Regions from separate parts of the Sus scrofa genome. Here region 1 is linked to region 2. Evidence: chromatin contacts called from public promoter capture Hi-C data. All regions are on one chromosome and are shown on one strand. The core of a region is the stretch at or near the end of the contact, and the rest is flanking DNA. Distances in the headings are between cores, read along the strand shown.

Region 1 (4,394 bases), core at 1,123-3,622, 540 kb before region 2:
AGGTTTTATCCACACCCCTCTCCCAAGATCCCATCCTTTTAGGAAGTGCTCTTATCTTCTCTTACCAGTTTCCTTACTTTAACCACCAAGGCAGTGCTGAACTGAGCTGTTGTTCTTTAGTCCCCACCTCTGCATCTGCTTCCACACCCCCAGCCTTGGTTATTGGAAAAGAAAAAGCTTTTTCTGACTGGTTTCCATGGCCACTTCAATGTTTTAAATAAAAATAAGTTCCACTACTTGAAGCTACCTGAGCCATGACACAGTTCCAGTTCCAAATTCCTGGACACTCTACTAGCTTTTTTCTTGTCAAGAACACTGCCTGTATCAGCCTTCTACTATTACCGTTTTTCTAATTGGCTGATTATCCCAGCACCTCTGATTCTGTTTGTTCAAAGGGAAAGTTCCCTAAGCTTCTTTCTGCAATGGCATGAAAGAGCTCAAAGTCAGACCCAGATTTTCCAAGCTATTTCCAAGCTGTTCTCTTAGTTTATCATAAACAAGGGTGACCAAACCCTAGGCCAGTTATTTCTAGCCTTTCACGATGTTCCTGAATGGTACAACAACCTCCAAAATGTCAGTCTTCAATGCCAACTCACCTCCTGCATACTGTGGCCCCTCCTGCCAGGGATACCAGGAAGACCGCCAAAATCCCAAAAGCTGAGCACTGGCCATTAACAGTTCTTTCCAAGTCTGGGCTAGGAAGGGGTTGCCCAATGAGATAACATCTTTGTGTGTGTTACATGTTTGAGTGTGCACAGTGGCTCTCTGTCCATCTCTGTTTGTCCTCCACCCCACACAGAAAAGATAAGCACTGATTCTCTAAGACCTTTGATTTTTGTTAAAAAAGAAATTAAAATAGAGCCTTACAGCCTCCTTGACCAGTTTTCTACTGGATTCCACCACTGCCTCTGTCAGTGTAAATTCCGTTTTAATCATCTCCAGCACATTGATAGCTGATTCCAGTGGTGTGAGCTCAGCCTCCATATCAAAGGAACAGTCTAGGACAAAGAGCACAGTTTTCACTAACCTATTTTCTAAGGAGCAGAAGAATTATGTCCAAATATATATATATATACATATATATATATATCAAAAAGAAACATGCAAATATAGTTAAGATTTGCATTTAATTTGCTGGTATACTGGCTGCAGACTTACAAACATGTTAACGGTCCAGATTCAAATTAATGAATTTCAAGTGATTTTCAGTAATTTTCAAGACAGGTAAAAAAATTTATTTTTTAACACATTCATCTGCATCTAAATTTCAGCATACTCACATCTTCCTCAGATACAAATGGCCAGAAACTGAAGGCCGTTTTGCTAAACAGCTGTGAGGTTCAATTCCGGGGGAGAAAAAGTGTTCTTTAAAACACACCACTATGGAGGAAAAATGGTCATCTTCACATAACTCACTTCAGATAGCAACAAAGTTGGGGCGAGCAAGAAACAGGTGGGAGGAAATAAAAAAACAGAGAAAAGCAGCCAAGAGAATCCCAACTGTAGAAAACTAGAACTAGAGAATAAACTCATCCTAGAAGGAAAAAGACCACTGTATCGAAACATAGCAGCCCACTTTAATCGTGAATCTTTCAGTCCCGGATGTAAGTTTGAAAACAACATAACCCTAAATAAGCCCAGAAAAGAACATAAAAATAGCCATACCTAAATTCTCCCCTTCTTCAATGCGCGACAGACACTGCATAACCCGCAGCAGCCGAGACACGGTATGCTCCTTCCCCAAGGGCCTGACAAGCAAAGCTAGGAAAGAAGACATCGTTGGCACGGCGACCCCCAGCCCCGACGCTCGGGCCCCGCAGATCTCCTTCCCAGGAGCCCCCCAGCCTCCCTTTCCCGGCTCGGCCCTCACCCTGCATGATGTCCCGGATCTGCCTGAAGTCCTCGTACCGGCTACCCCGAAAGGCCCGCAGCGCCTCGTGGAAGTAGAACTTGAGCACCCAGCGGTTGACTGCCTCCTCCAGCCGCGCCTCCCCCGCGCCCCGCTCCGCGGCGCCCCCCAGCCGCGGCGCGTGGCGCCCCCGCCGAGCCCGCCCGCCGCTGCGGGACGTCCGCCTGCCTGCCGCCCGCCCGCTGCTATCGCTGCTCCCGCCTCCTCCCGCCATCGCGTCCGATCGCCGCGCGCCCTCCCCGCCCTCTCTGCCGGGACGCTTCCCCGACTGTGACGCCGCCGGGTCACGCACGACGCCCGGGCCGGAAGCAGGGCCTGCCGTCCCGGCTCCCGCGGCCATGATACGAACACCGTTCTGAGGCGCCCGCGGGCTTCTGGGAGGGAAAGGACCGGGGGCTCCCTGGCCCCCTCTCCGACTCCGTAGTTCCCGGTGTGTCGGCCGCAGTGCATTCTGGGACTTGAAGTTCACGGCAGCCAGATGGGTTAAACCAACCTAGGTTTGTGGTCAAATGTCAATTTCCCTCCGCTATTTTGTAACACTGTACTGGAGACTCGGGGCTATGTATAAAATATTGAAAAACAAAGGCGTGAAGTGTGTATTAAACATTTTTTAAATCGCGAAATGTAACATAGAGAGGAAACTTTGTTAAACAAGTTTACATTTTACTAAAGTAAAAGGCCAGTGTTAACCCAGTCGAGGTCAAGAAATAGAATATGGCCGGCACCACGAAACCCCTAGACATGTAAGACATATACGTTTTTAAAATTAGAAAAATAGCACATTTTGTTGTAGAACAATTGGAAGAAATAATGCAAAGCTTAACATTTAAGTCAGCCTTATCCCCACATGAAAAAACAAGCTGACATTTAGGTTTATAGCCTTCCAGTGTCTTTTGTATACCTTGTGTGTGTGTTTGTATACACACACAAAAAAACTAGAATTATGTTATATATATATTTTATAGAGCCTTTATTTTGCATTCAGCATCTAGTGGACATCTTTACATGTCACTAAATACTTTTTCTACAGTATCTTTAGCAGCTACATAGCATTCCAATATATGGGTGAAATGAAAGCCTCCTTTATATAAACCACTACTGTAAGGCGTTTAGGCTATTTAAAAATTTTGTAATTCTAGACAATCTAAATGTTAGAAAGATCCTTTTAACTATATCATTGCACAAATTCATAATTATTTCCTTAGAATAATTTCCTTTAAGTAGAACTACTGAGTCGAAGAATACACAGAGGAGTTTCCCTGGTGGCTCAGAGAGTTAAGCATCAGGCATTGCTACTGCTTGTGGCTCAGGTCACTGGTTTGACCCTTGGCCAGAGAAGTTCCGTATACTGCAAGCATAGCCAAGAAAAAAAAAATAGATTACACAGTAGAACAAAGATCAGGACATTCACTCATCAACCTTCCCTTTTACTATTGAACAAAGTGCAGACTCCTTAACATGACTTTTAAAGTCTGAAGAAGTTACCTATTTGCCAACCTCATTTTGGGCTCACTTTTCATATGTGTATGCACAACTTTTATCACTTCCTTTTCATCTACTACTCAGTTTGCTCAGAGCTTCATGTTGTCCATTCCAGCCTAAGGAAACCCTTCCTGTCCTTCAAACCTCACTTGAAGGACATTTCACCCTTTCTTGACTTTCTGAGTTATGTTAAATCCCTTTGGTGCTCCCTCCTTTGCCCCTCCTTCATCCTTCCTCAGCACTTCTGGGGCCACGTACTTTGTCTTCTTGTTTACCTTGCATCCCAGAACCTAGCTCAGGACATGTCACATTTCTTGAGGTTGGATTGAATTGAGTAGGCACATAAGTAAGGCTTTTAATACATGTTGAAAAACTGCCATCAGCAGATTATATTTACTGAAACTTAATTTCACATCCACCAGCAAACTGTATTTACTGAAATAGGGACATTCTTAGGGCTTCCTCACATTTCTTATGTATTTGTGTCATGATTTTCTCAATACGATACAGCAGACCACACAATCTTGTGACTGTGTGGGATACTCTGTCTGTGTTCTTTTCTTCCTTACTATCCCTGTAGATAGACCCGGAGAGGACTTTTTTAAAAAAATCACTTTTTCTCTCTTCTCCAAGTCTCTTTTTGTCCAACCCCAGTTGCAAATCCACTTCCAGCCTTCACTTTGCTGGACATGTTCTTAAAACTTACTTTGCACTTCTGTGATAAGTTTGCCGCATTGACCTTGGAAAGCCTATTCCCCATGTCTCCATTGGTTGTATCATTATCTTTCACATCCACTGTATCTTCCACAGGCAGGGGAATGAGTAAGGGGCATTTCCAAAGGACTGGGTAAGCTTGGCAGGGGTGTAGGAAGGAAGTGGGGACATAAGATGTGAGTCACCTATAGGTGTCTCTGATGACCCATAGGTGTCTCTGGTGACCTATAGGTGTCACCACCCATATCTGGACTAAATAGAGAAACCCCAGTTCTGGTGGGTGGGTGTG
Region 2 (4,618 bases), core at 1,529-4,028:
TGCCTGGTCTTGCTCAGTGTTTAAAGAATCTGCCGTTGCCGTGAGCTGTGGTGGAGGTCGCAGACGTGGCTTGGATCCTGTGTTTCTGTGGCTCTGGTGTAGGCCTACAGCTACAGCTCCAATTCAACTCCTAGCCTGGACACTCCCATATGCTGCGAGTGTGGCCCTAAACAGCAAAAATAAATAAATAAAATCAGGGAGTTCCTTTTGTGGCTCAGTGGTAACAAACCCAACTTGTATCCATGAAGACAGGGGTTCAGTCTCTGGCCTTGCTCAGTGGGTTAAAGATCCGGTGTTGCCAGGAGCTGTGGTGTAGGTCACAGACGCTGCTTGGATCTGGCATTGCTGTGGCTGTGGTGTAGTGTGGCAGCTACACCTCTGATTGAACCCCTAGCTTGGGAACTTCCACTTGCCACAGATGAGCCCCCCACAATAAATAAATAAGATAAAAATAAGTAAACAAATAAATAAAAGCAGAACTTGGAGGGAGGAAGACTGCCTGATCCAAAGTGTCCCTGAGACCAAGCGATGTGACATCACCTGGTGGGAAAGGCCAGCACAGCCTTTTAGAGAGAATGGCTTTGGGGTTGCCCAGGTGGCAGTGGTCAGCTCCCCCTCCAGCCCGGGCTCCGAGTTCTCCGTCCCAAAGAGGGGCCCGGCTCAGTGGAGAGTTAGAGGTCAGGGGAGGTACTGGGCCAAGCGGCTCCCTGACGCTGCCTTGGCTTGTGGAGCTGCAGGTGGTGAAGGAGATGGACAACGAGAAGAGGATCCGGCTGCTGCAGTTTGTCACTGGGACCTGCCGCCTGCCCGTTGGGGGCTTCGTCGAACTCATTGGTACATTTCCCCTTGGCCTGCGGGTGCCCTTGGGGGGGTGAGGACAGCTCAAAGAAGGGGGCAGGACCTAGTGTCTTCCTGGAAGCAGATCAGTGGGAGGGAGGCTGAGCCTTCAGCGGTTGGAGCCGGAGGGTCCTGCCTTCGGAAGGGACCATCCTGTGACACACAGTGCATTTTTCCGGACCACAGGAAGCAATGGGCCACAGAAGTTTTGCATTGACAAGGTTGGCAAGGAAACTTGGCTGCCCAGGAGCCACACCTGGTGAGTGTGTTGGTTGGAGGGGAGGTGGCAGGAACCTGAGGCCGGGAGAGCGCCAGAAGGCAGCCCAGTGGGCGAGGTGTCTTCAGGGCCTTGACACTGGCCACTCTTGAGTAGCTCTGGGTGTTGGGCTTAGAGAGGAGGGGTGTGGCATGCCTGGGCCTCTGACCTTTGGGAGCTGTCACGCAGTTCCGCGCTCTGTTGGCCACCCCAGGGGTTCACTACTGAAACACCCTCTTCAAGTAGGCAAAGAGCTGCTGTTCCGAGCGCCCCCTGTTGTTCCCCATCTCCCCTGCAGCCCTGCCTCCTCTAAGCCCTGCTTGGTCCAGGGACACAGCAGAGAACCCTGTCCCAGGATCTGTCTGCCTGGCATCACGGTTGAGCGCAGTGGGGTGGTGGTGGTGGGGTTCTATGTGGACCCCCGGTGGCTGTGAGAGCTCTGACCTCCCTGTGCTGTCTGCCCAATTCTTTCTCACCAGTTTCAACCGGCTGGACCTCCCACCATACAAGAGCTACGAACAGCTGAAAGAGAAGCTGCTGTACGCCATCGAGGAGACCGAGGGCTTCGGACAGGAGTAGCTGAGGCCGCCCTCTCCCACGCCCCCCAGCACATATGCAGTCCTGAGTCCTCCCTGCCCGAGAGGCTGCTGGCTGCGCAGCCCCCGGGAGGCCCCTGCAGACGGTGGCCCCGTGTGGGACCACAGCGTCGTCAGGCCGGTGGCGGCAGAGCCTGCCTTCAAGAGGTCCCGCCTGCCCCTCCCTCCTACCCACTGGTGGCAGCCTGGAATAAAGCCCCCATGTCACCCTCGGCCCCATCACCCACTGCAGTGTCGGGAGAGCTGCCCCTCTGTGCAGAGCTCACCCTCCTTCTCCCCGAGACCCGCCCTAGCTGTGTGTGAGGGTGCCAGGCAGGGCGCCCGAGCCCAAGCCCTGGGCCTCACGGGCTGGCTAGGTGAGAAGGAGACCGGCCACTCGGGGTAGGTGTTCTGGGCTAAGGAAGCCCAAGGTCTTCGCCAGTAAAAGAGGTTCTGTTTTATATGGAACTTTCCAGTGACCTGTGTAAAGGAAGGTCTGAGGGAGAGGAGCTCTGGATCTAGGCCACCTCCCTCAATGGCTCTAGCTCCCGAGGCCGAGCAGCAAGGCCCCTTCCTGCACTCGGCGCGGGCCCGTTCGTTCTTTCCAGCAGATAAAGGGTCATGTCAGTGGGATGGAAACAGCAAACGCCCTCAGACTTTCTTTTCCCTTTGACATAAACTTGAAGCATTTTGTGTGTGGGGTTGCTTTGTGTTTCGTGGTTGCTATGCTGCTGTCACTTTCCATCAAGGAGCTGGCGTGCCAGGCATGGCTAGGACCTCGACGGCCCCAGCCCTGTTTGTCCAAGAATTGCCCCAACAGCGGCTCCACTTAGGAACCTGCTCAGCAGTTGTGTGAGCTCAGGCAGGCCTGACCTGGCAGCTCAGCTTCACAGCAGCCTTGTCCCCGAGCCCTGACAGAGAGGGAAGGGCGCTGTTGTCCCGAGTGCCACCCCAACCTTGCCCTCTCCCTCCGCGAAGAACCCCCCCCGCCCCCACCACCGCTAGATGTAGCGATGGGGCTCAAGTCCCTGGACCTCCAGGCAGCCCGTGCGTCCGGGTGGAGAATGAGGTGGGACGCAGCCACTGTGGAGTGAGCCTACTCTGCCTCCAAGTGAGGCGACAGCTGCTTGTAGGAAACCAGCAGAAGGGCCCTGAGCTGCCATGCCCAGTCGGGCCTGATTTCTGGAGCTCCCGCCAGCCTCTGCCGTGGGCATCCTGCCATGTGTTGCAATCGTCAAGGTGAACACACTCCTCTGGGAAGCTGGAGTGGTGACTGTCGCGGGGCCCCCATGCAGCCCTCGGGCCGGTCCAGGGGCCTTCTGAGGACCCTGTCATGGTCCCAGGGCCTCGTCCTTCCCTGGCCCGGCCCAGGGAGGAGGGCCCTGGCCGCTCTGTTGCGCGTGCTGATGTCAGCGGCTCAGTTCATCGCGGCTCAACCATTTTTCCTTCCCTGGAATCGTTTGCCGTGCTTCCCTGCAGCATCTCACCGTGTTGGGGGTTGGGGTGCCAGCTGCCAGGCGGGGTTTGGAAGCCTCGGGCTCTGGGTGTGCGGAGTGTGTTCATGTGGGTGTGTGTGTACATATGTGTATATAACTGAGGTGTCTGTACGGAATGCCCTTTGGTAGCTCTGAGGTGGTCACCAGATTGTTTTGTAACGCTCCCCGCCCTTGCCTCGGTATTGCCAGTTTCTTGTGCAATAAACAATCAGCAGCTGTGGGTGGTGTTGGCGTGGATGTGTCCAAATCTCTGTCCTCCAGGCAAAAGGCCTCTGGGCCCCACACACCCTCCAGGTCCAGACTGGGTGGAAATTCCATGACCTTGCTGGTTTTGAGAATTGTGTGCGTCATCTACCAAGACAGCCGCACTTCTGACAGGTTGCTGTGTCCTTGTCCAGGGGTTCCAGACTTCAGCCCTCCGTCACTTGGTTCGCGGCACCCTTTTGGCCTGGGTCTCTTTGGGCAGGTGCTGTGGCACAGGAGTGCCAAGAGATGAGGCTACAGGTTAGACAGGCTTCGGGCACCAGCTCCTGGGGACAGTGTTCTGGGCGATCATTCATTCGAGAAACATTTCCTGGGATCTCTTGAGTTCCCTGATGGTGCAGAGGGCTCTCTGGTCTTGGGCTCTTGGTCAGACAAGGGCTTGCTGACCCCTTTCTTGAAGGGTTCCGATGGGACCCATCAGTGCGGTCTTGGTGCTTTCGACATGGAAATGACTTTGTCCTGGATCAAGCCTTGCTGTGATCAGGCTTCTTTCCAGGGGAGGCAGAGATGTACAGAGCACCTCCTTCCTGGAGTTCATGAGCCGAATTCACTACCCCCCAACTCCGAAGCCTTTCTCCACTTGACAGGGCAGTGCCGTACTTTCGAGGAAATGATCCACCGAAGTCTATACATTATACAGACATCTCATAATCAATTCAAGTAAGACACCTCTCGGTGAAACTGTTCTCCCCACAAGTAACTGCTGTTCAGTGGGTGGTCCTTCCAAACAATTTTGTGTGTATAAATCATATATACATATAGTTGGAAAATACACCAAAAATGACATACATGTTGAGCAGCTTATCTCATTAAATGAGGTATTAGGGACACCTTTCCATGATTGTCAGCATAGGTCCAATGAATTCTTTAGGGCGTGATAGTCCACGGTATGGCTGTTCTGTAGCACACCCGTCTTTGTCCGAACAGGCATTGCATTTGTGTCCAGTTTGCTGGTGAATGCTGTTGGCCAGGTCTTGTGCATCGATGCTGCTTTTCCAGGAGGGGCCCGTCCTGGAGTTGGACTGTTGATTATGCACTTTTTTTTTTTTCTTTTTTGGTCTTTTCTAGGGCCGCACCCGTGGCATAGGGAGGTTCCCAGGCTAGGGGTCTAATCAGAGCTGCAGCCGCCTGCCTACACCACAGCCACAGCAATGCGGGATCTGAGCCGTGCCTGCAAACTACACCACAGC

The links. Promoter capture Hi-C pulls out the DNA fragments that hold promoters and counts their contacts.
Region 1: a promoter capture Hi-C map of liver shows a contact between it and region 2, with 11 times the contacts expected there. The contact joins the promoter of TERF2 here to the enhancer-like site in region 2. A contact is called at or near these places in 2 of 5 promoter capture datasets (fetal liver and liver), 14 of 47 Hi-C or Micro-C datasets (adipocytes, blood, embryonic fibroblasts and 9 more) and 1 of 2 datasets of contacts at active chromatin or transcription factors (skeletal muscle).

Annotation. Positions count from the first base shown.
Region 1 is chr6:17,603,726-17,608,119 of Sscrofa11.1, reverse strand. TERF2 (telomeric repeat-binding factor 2) reads right to left here and starts at 2,372. Exons shown (of 10, transcript XM_003126908.4): 1 at 1,871-2,372; 2 at 1,666-1,761; 3 at 868-998. The coding sequence starts at 2,249.
Region 2 is chr6:17,067,546-17,072,163 of Sscrofa11.1, reverse strand. WWP2 (NEDD4-like E3 ubiquitin-protein ligase WWP2) reads left to right here. Exons shown (of 24, transcript XM_021093861.1): 22 at 738-834; 23 at 1,024-1,096; 24 at 1,573-3,384. The coding sequence ends at 1,672. Among named protein-coding and RNA genes, the nearest start is that of MIR140, 7.7 kb to the left of the region's middle. Within about 2 kb of position 2,778, at least 10 of the 83 cell types and tissues checked have an H3K27ac peak or open chromatin away from gene starts, as enhancers often do. A contact at or near this core is called in liver and omental adipose tissue, where this site is marked.